2 separate regions of the Sus scrofa genome follow, and region 2 is linked to region 1. The links are chromatin contacts, called in public Hi-C maps. All regions are on one chromosome and are shown on one strand. Each heading gives the region's core, a stretch centred on a gene start, on an enhancer-like site or on the middle of the called end of the contact. The rest is flanking DNA. Distances are from core to core; before and after follow the strand shown. Region 1 overlaps GALNT5 (polypeptide N-acetylgalactosaminyltransferase 5). Region 2 has its middle 56 kb from the start of DAPL1.

Region 1 (3,816 bases), core at 1,304-3,803:
CTAGTCTTAAGTTTCACATACTTACCTTATTATGTCAGTTTCTTTAATTTTGTTTTTTGCAACAATGTCTGGAGGAATTGTTCTCCAACCAAAGTTCATGGGCCACACAAAGATGCCTCTCTGAAAGTTGTCCACTGTCATATAACTAATTCAGGAAAAAAAACAAAAGTGCTGAGATCACACACATTTACTTAATCAATCTGACATCACGTCTTGTGCAAGTGAATGAAACAAGAGCTTACACAGATGATTTCAGATCATCATAAATTTTTTTATAATGTTTCAAGAAAAATGTATGAATATAATTTATATCAGTGACTGATTAGCTTGCTTGCTTTTAACTTTTCTTTTAATGATATGGCCATTTTGAGGGAAAAAAAACCACTTAAAAGCATATGTGTATATATATATATATATATAGGTATATATATATATATGTATATATATATTCTACAAAAAGAAGAAATAATCTTAAGGAAAATAAATATTTTGAGGTTCAGCTGAATAGAAAGAGGAAAAAATTGGACAATGAGTATTAGTATTTATTGACATTAAGGGTTAGGAATTTGTGATGATCGAATGAACTGTTGGATTGGTCTGCTTTTGTCCCAAGATATCCATTATATATTTCCATTTATTTAAACAGATAAACTGTATATTACTCATATTTGCAAAAATATATGTATTAGGATTATGACCAGCACTTTCTGCTGCTGTTGGTTTAAGAGTCACTTAGAAATACCTTGTTACCTATCTACAAAAGAGAAACAGACTCACAGACATAGAGAACAGACTTATAGTTGCCAAGGGGGAAGGGGAAGGAAGGGGGATGGACAGGAAGTTTGAAGTTAGAAGAAGCAAACTATTACATTGAGAATGGATAAACAATGAAGTCCTGCTGTACAGCACAGGGAACTGTATCCAATCTCTTGGGATAGAACATGGTGGAAGATAATATAAGAAAGGGAATGTATATATACATATATATGTATATATAAATATATATGTGTGTATATAAATATATGTGTGTGTTTAAATATATATATATAAATATATGTGTGTGTATAAATATGTGTGTGTGTGTGTGTGTGTATGATTGGGCCACTTTGCTGTACAACAGAATTTGGTACAACATTGTAAATCAACTATACTCTAATAAAAAAGGAAATAATCTTGTTGAATATGACAAATTACCTCATATCCTTATCATTGATGACTTCAATTACTGGACAGGCTACTTTCTTCCTACTTAAATAAACTCTTTCCAGCAGAGGTTCCAACCAACCAACGTTACATTCCACATGAGAATCTAAGAATGTCAACACATCACCTAGAAAGCCAGAAAGAAAACAATTGTTTGAAAATGTGAACTACTGAATGTGTGTATTTCCTTCAAAGATCCTGGGATTGCTCCAGAAATGTGGTTGTAAAACCAGTAGCTTTTCTTCTCAGGGAACTTCTTCTTTGACTCTCTAAGTTCATTTTACAATGAAATGAAAGAAACTTGGGTTCTGGCAGTCCTGTGGGGCAAGCATCATTTATGTTTGGAAAAAAAAATGATAAGCCACTTAAATGGAAGGCTCTACGGGGAATAATTAGTATTAAAGGGAGTTGCTTATATTCCTTCTAAGGATGGTGGGTCCCATTTACTCTGGGGGTGGAGGACTAGGATTCCATTTTGCAGAAGACAGGGCAGAGTTTCAGATTCCAGGTTTGGCCTTAGTGATGATGAAGAGGAAAAATCTCTCTACATAAGAGTGATGAAAAGAAATTAAAGTGGGGGAACTAATAAGACTAGGGGTAGTGTTAAAAAGTTATCAGAGGGGGGAAGGAGGAATTGTTTAATGGGTGTGGAGTTTTTGTTTTATAAGGTGAAAAGAGTTCTGGAAATTGATTACCCAACAGCATGACTGTACTTCATAATTCTGAACTGTACACTTGGAAAATGGCTCAGATGATAAATTTTAGAGGTGTGTTTTACCATAATTTTAAAAAGAGTTACAGAATGAAGAAAAGAAATTTGGAAGCCACAAATACTTATTATGAATTCTTATTTTTTTCTTTTGATTGTGTGAATTAATACTCTCCGAAATGAAAATCTCAGTAGTGTTTTATACTACATTTTTCCAAATGATTTTATATAAGTGGTGTGTGTGTGTGTGTGTGTGTGTGTGTGTGTGTGTTTAATAGTAACCAGAAGAATCTGGGTCCTGGCCAAAATTATCTGTGTCATCTTTGAGGCCCAACAATAGGCAATTGCAAAAGCTTTACCTGGCTGGCCTCACAGGGGAAAGCTGCCTTCCCCACACCAGACTTGGTTCACAGCCTCTGGCCTAGAGTGTCTGAAGGAAGTAACAGCCAAGGACAGGCCCTGCCACCCCCTTGGTGGGACATGCTCTTACTCAGAGCTGCATTTTTGGTCCAGGTTCATCCACTTGGAGACCTCGCTCAGGCCAAGACCTCTGCCTCATTTTGTGGGAGGTGGGTAGATCTTCAGGACATTTTTTTTCCCGCTCTAGCCCTTCCCAGGCCCTAACACAGGAAGAGCCCTTGGTTTGGGGCTGCTTGTCAGTGAGATGATCCTCACATCTGCTCCGACCCACTAGTCCTTTCTCTCCTGAGGGAAAATGGAAACTTGAGCGAGTCAGCACTTTCTTTTGTTTCACTTCTTACTTTTACTTTTCACTTACACAATCATAGGAAGTTATTAAAGACTCAGCCAAGTTACTTTTGTTTTGGTTTATTGTTTTAACTTACCACTCTGACACCTGGCTGCCCGCCTCCATGCCTGACAAATCTACAAGAATATCACTTAACTTCTGTAGAGTGCTTACTCTATACCAGACACTGTTCTAAGCATTCTGCATGATTGTCTCATTTAATCCTACAACAAACCTGAAATATAGGTCTAAGCGTTATTCCCATTTAAGAGGGAAAAAAAAAAAGAAACTTAGGTGACTTTTCAATATTTGTACAGATAAGTGGCAGCCTCTTATTAGGAAACAGATAATTCACTCCATTGCCTGTATCCTCCACCCCACCCCATCCCCCTCCAAGAAAAGCAGAAAGAGACAACTATGAGTATGGGAAGGCTTAAAGTAAAAACTGAAGACAGCATTAGGCAAAGAAATAGGTGCAAATAAATATCTGGAAAATAGATCATTATTCACTGAAATTTCTAAACTACTTCTCAATCAATGGATTCAGTATCCTATTAATTACTTGGCCAACAATGGAGTTTTTGTATGAAGGTAAAATGATCAGGCTTACCTAAACTCTTGGTAGGGAGTGGTCCTGAGAAGTCTCTTTAGACAGAAACAGGTTCTACTAGACAGAGGCCCCTACCTATTTCATACCCTACTCTTGGAGACAACAGTTACATCTCCTGATCATTATGGAGGAGTCCTATTTTCAGGGAATTATTGCTAGCTTGATAATGGAAGCATTATTTACTAAGGGTATCCCTTACCTCTTGGGAAGACTGATAGGGTCCAGCTAGGTGTATAGGGCATACAAGCATGCTGGCTAAAGTCCCCTGGGTTAGTTTTATAGAATGTGTACAAGACCATCCTCTTTCTCTCACCACTCCTACTCCTCGTCCATTCAGAGCCAGAGTGTAAAGCACAGTCTCTTCTAGACTGTGTGTCCCTGTCCCGTACAGGCTCACAGGGTCAAAGAGTCTGGATCTACTTCCTCAGTCCCCAGTGGCAACAGGATGGATTCCCAAACCAGCATTCACTTCCCACCTGTCTGAGTTCCCCACAGAGGGATTTGTTGCCAGGACCTGAGAGAAGCAAAACATAACCTGGGATTTTA
Region 2 (3,891 bases), core at 655-3,154, 1.5 Mb before region 1:
CATCATGGTCCATCCCAAGAGACTGGATATAGTTCCCTGTGCTGTACAGTAGGATCTCATTGCTTTTCCATTCCAAATGTAATAGTTTGGACCTACTAACCCCAAACTCTCAGTCCCTCCTCCCTCTCCCTTGGCAGCCACAAGTCTCTTCTCCATGTCTCTGAGTCTGTCTCTGCCCTACAGATAGGAGGAACCTCCTATTGAGTCCTTCTTCCCAGCCAAGGAGATAGCTCAAGGTTGAAGCCTATGGGCAGATCTGAGATGATTACCATTTAATTGACACCAACAAATGATGCATCCTTTCCTGGTGCCAATCATAAACTCCTCTTACTTTCTTCTGTTCTCCAAGATGAAAAAGGAGATAGTGGCCATGAAAAGTACTGTATAAGCCATTTGACTGCGGTGTAAGTGTTTTTTGTTACAAGCACAATGACTCACTCTGGTGCTCCAATCCCCTACTCCCTGGGAGGTGGCATTTTCAGAATTACAGTTCCCTAATACAAAAAGAGCTGAAACCCATAGGCATGGTAATAGCCATTTCTACCAGAAGGTCCATTCTCTTAGTGCAATAAGGTGACCATAAAATACACAATCGGTTCTCCATAAAATGAGGAAGAAAAACTTGTAGACACCACCCCTCTTGAATCCTCAGGTTATCTCCAGACACACAAACCCTCCAAACCACTCCACCAACAAGTCCAGACCAGAGCTGCCTCTTGTCTGCCAGGCCCCAAACCTCCAGGATCAGATTCTCTAGTTATCCACAGGCTCTGCAGAGCAGCCTCTCTCATCAGATTTCACAGGGGCTGCCTTCTTGGGATCCCTGTAAAACCCGAGCCAGGAAATGCCAGCTGAGACCTGATTCGCTTAAGCCCTTAAACAATGGACTCTTCCGTGTCTGTTTGGAGAGATGAAAGCCATGGCTCCTCCTTTCCTCAACAGCACAGCAGTTTTCAGAGGCACACCCAGCTGAAGAGCACAACCCAGGGCAAGGTTTAAGTTCATTTTGCTGACTTCTTTCCCATCAGTACTCCAGAGAAAACACAAGAGAAAGCCAGGTCCGTATGGCCCAAGTGCAACAGTCACAACTAAAGATATTTGACTAAGCCAGACACAAAAATGACAAAAATTGCATGATTCCACTTATATGAGGTATCTAGAGGAGGCAAGTTCATAGAGACAGAAAAGTAGAAAGAGGTAACTGGGGGCTGGCAGGAGGGAGAACTGGGGAGTTGTTGTTTAGGGAGTGTAGAGTTGTTTGGTTGAAAATGACAAAAAAGCTCTGGAGGTGGATGGGGTGACAGTTACATAGCGTTGTGCGTGTACTTAAGACCCAGAAACTGTATACTTAAAAGTGGTTAAAATGGGGAGTTCCTGTCATGGCCAATGGTTAACAAACCCAACTAGTATCCATGAGCTTTGCTCAGTGGGTTAAGGATCTGGTGTTCCCAAGAGCTGTGGTGTAGGTAAGTTGCAGACATGGCTTGGCGCCTGCGTTGCTGTGGCTGTGGCCAGTAGCTACAGCTCTGATTCAACCCCTAGCCTGAGAATCTCCATACGCTGTGGGTGTGGCTCTTAAAAAGAAAAAAAAAAAGGAAAAAAAAAAGAAAAAAGACCAAAAAAAAGTGGTTAAAATGGTAAATTTTATGTTGTATATATTTTGATATAATAAAACAAAATAAACAGCAGTGACATCAATAAACTATTTGATATCAGTTTCCCTAACAAAGTTTCCACCCCTGGAGATAGCTCCTAATTTGGGTTGTGTGGCACAGATGTGGTCCCAGGACGGGAGTTAAGAGGCCCTGGATCTTCAGGGCTGGAAGACAGTCCCACACAGAGGAACCATCCTGAGTGTGGCTCAGAGTGCTGCCAGCACTGAGGGAGCTTGAGTGGGTTGGGCCATAGCAGGAAGGCTCGTCTCGTCTTTCTTAAATCTCAAGACAGCCTGAAAAGTTTTCTTTTCACAGTGCCCGGAAAGTGCCAGGAAGACCTTCAGGCCTCCCTTAGGCTGAGGGCTCTGTGGGGAAAGGATTTGAGAAACCCGAGAGCCAGCACTGAGGATTTAGAAGCAAAATGGAGTTTACTTAGCAAAGACAGGTTTTCTGAGGTCTTTTATTTGACATGGAAAAATGAGGAGAGACGACAGGTTGGTGGGTGAACTGTTTGAATTTAAGACAGCGGCCTCTAGGTGGCGCACACGCCGTAATAAACACCCTGAGAGAAGGTGGTTTCTCTTGCAAATTGAGCTTCAAGACAGTGCAGAAGCCGGGGAGCTTTTATAAATAAGCTACTCCCCACTGCAGCTGAAAAACAACCCCCACATCTCAACCCTTCTGGATCCAATTTGAAGATGTCAGGGCTTTGATCATATTGATGACAATGGGGGGAAGACATTGCATCCAGGTGGAGGATCCTGGAGCCATCAGCTATGGCCTTTTCCTCCAGGAGAGAGAGGTAATGTGTGCCCACAGAAACGTTCAGCTCTGAGAAGAAAAGACCCCATTCACTTGGGCTATTGTTACTACCGAAAGAGTGTCAGCAGTGGCGTTTCAGGAACACAATGGTAGGAGGGGTGATGCAGCTGTCAAGCGAGAGTGCATTCAGTCTGCTCAGCCCCTCGAGTGGGTTTTCCCCCTCCCCTTTTGAAGCCTGTATCATCTCGGCAAATGCCCAAGTGAGCAGGAGACCAGGACAAAGGCCATCAAGTTGGAAGGCCAGGACGGGCGCCAGGAAGATAAGGAGGGGCCAGCACCTCTCACCATCCAGGGCAATTCTTATTTACACAAACAATTAAAAGGCACTCATGCAAACGCAGCCAGGAACAGACTTGATAATGACCTAGATAATAAAGCAATCCATTGCTGCTGAGAACGAATGGAGCAAGCAGGCACATCACTCTCCGTTCTAGGTTAATTCCATTTTTCTCCCCTGTGTCACTGAACTGCGAGGGGGCAGGTCTATTCGTGATTCTGTGCAAAGTGGCAACACTTAGTCAAGGGGTCAGACACACTGATGGAGGGCCCTCCAAGGCTTGACTCCAGGCTGGGGTGAGATGTGGAGGAGCAGAAACTTCTGCCTCAGTGTTCAGCAAGCTAGAGTTTAGGGCTGCATCTAGGGCTGTAGCCCCTAGCCACATGTGGCTACTTATGGTAAAATGAACAGTAATAAAATTGAAAATTCAGCTCCTTGGATTAGCAATGAGATCCTGCTGTGTGGCACTGGGAACTATGTCTAGTCACTTTGTGATGGAGCATGATAATGTCAGAAAAAAGAATGTATGCATGTATATGTAACTGGGTCAACATGCTGTACAGTAGAAAATTGACAGAACACTGTTAACCAGCTATTATGGAAAAAAAAATCATCATTCAAAAAAAAAAAAAAAAAGAAAAAGAAAATTCGGCTCCTAAGTCATACTAGCTACTTTTCGAGAGCCCGATAGTCACCTGTGGCCAGTGGCTACTGTATTGGACAGCACCAAAATCATTTCCATCACTGCAGAAAGTTCTATTAAATAGTGCTGTGGCCTTCTGGGCACCTATAGGAACAATGTGAGACCACTTACAAAGATGGAAATTAAGAGCAAATCAGGAGTTCCCATCGTGGCTCAGTGGTTAACAAATCCGACTAGGAACCATGAGGTTGTAGGTTCGATCCCTGGCCTTGCTCAGTGGGTTAAGGATCTGGTGTTGCCATGAGCTGTGGTGTAGGTCACAGACATGGCTCAGAACCCATGTTGCTGTGGCTGTGGCTGGCAGCTACAGCTCTGATTGGACCCCTAGCCTGGGAACCTCCATATGCCATGGGAGCGGCCCTAGAAAAGGCAAAAAAAGGAAATCAATGGGAGGAAATGAAGGCTCAGACATGTTGTGTCTTTCAGCCAGGAAA

Evidence for each region. Hi-C and Micro-C count contacts between places; a contact is called where the count stands out from the background.
Region 2: a contact with region 1 is called in a Hi-C map of retroperitoneal adipose tissue, with 2.8 times the contacts expected there. The contact joins two enhancer-like sites. A contact is called at or near these places in 3 of 47 Hi-C or Micro-C datasets (embryonic fibroblasts, retroperitoneal adipose tissue and subcutaneous adipose tissue).

Annotation. Positions count from the first base shown.
Region 1 is chr15:64,262,873-64,266,688 of Sscrofa11.1, reverse strand. It overlaps GALNT5 (polypeptide N-acetylgalactosaminyltransferase 5), which reads right to left. Exons shown (of 11, transcript XR_002339066.1): 4 at 1,195-1,330; 5 at 26-145. Among named protein-coding and RNA genes, the nearest start is that of GALNT5, 23 kb to the right of the region's middle. Within about 2 kb of position 2,553, at least 5 of the 83 cell types and tissues checked have an H3K27ac peak or open chromatin away from gene starts, as enhancers often do. A contact at or near this core is called in retroperitoneal adipose tissue, where this site is marked.
Region 2 is chr15:65,738,499-65,742,389 of Sscrofa11.1, reverse strand. No RefSeq gene overlaps it. Among named protein-coding and RNA genes, the nearest start is that of DAPL1, 56 kb to the left of the region's middle. Within about 2 kb of position 1,904, at least 19 of the 83 cell types and tissues checked have an H3K27ac peak or open chromatin away from gene starts, as enhancers often do. A contact at or near this core is called in retroperitoneal adipose tissue, where this site is marked.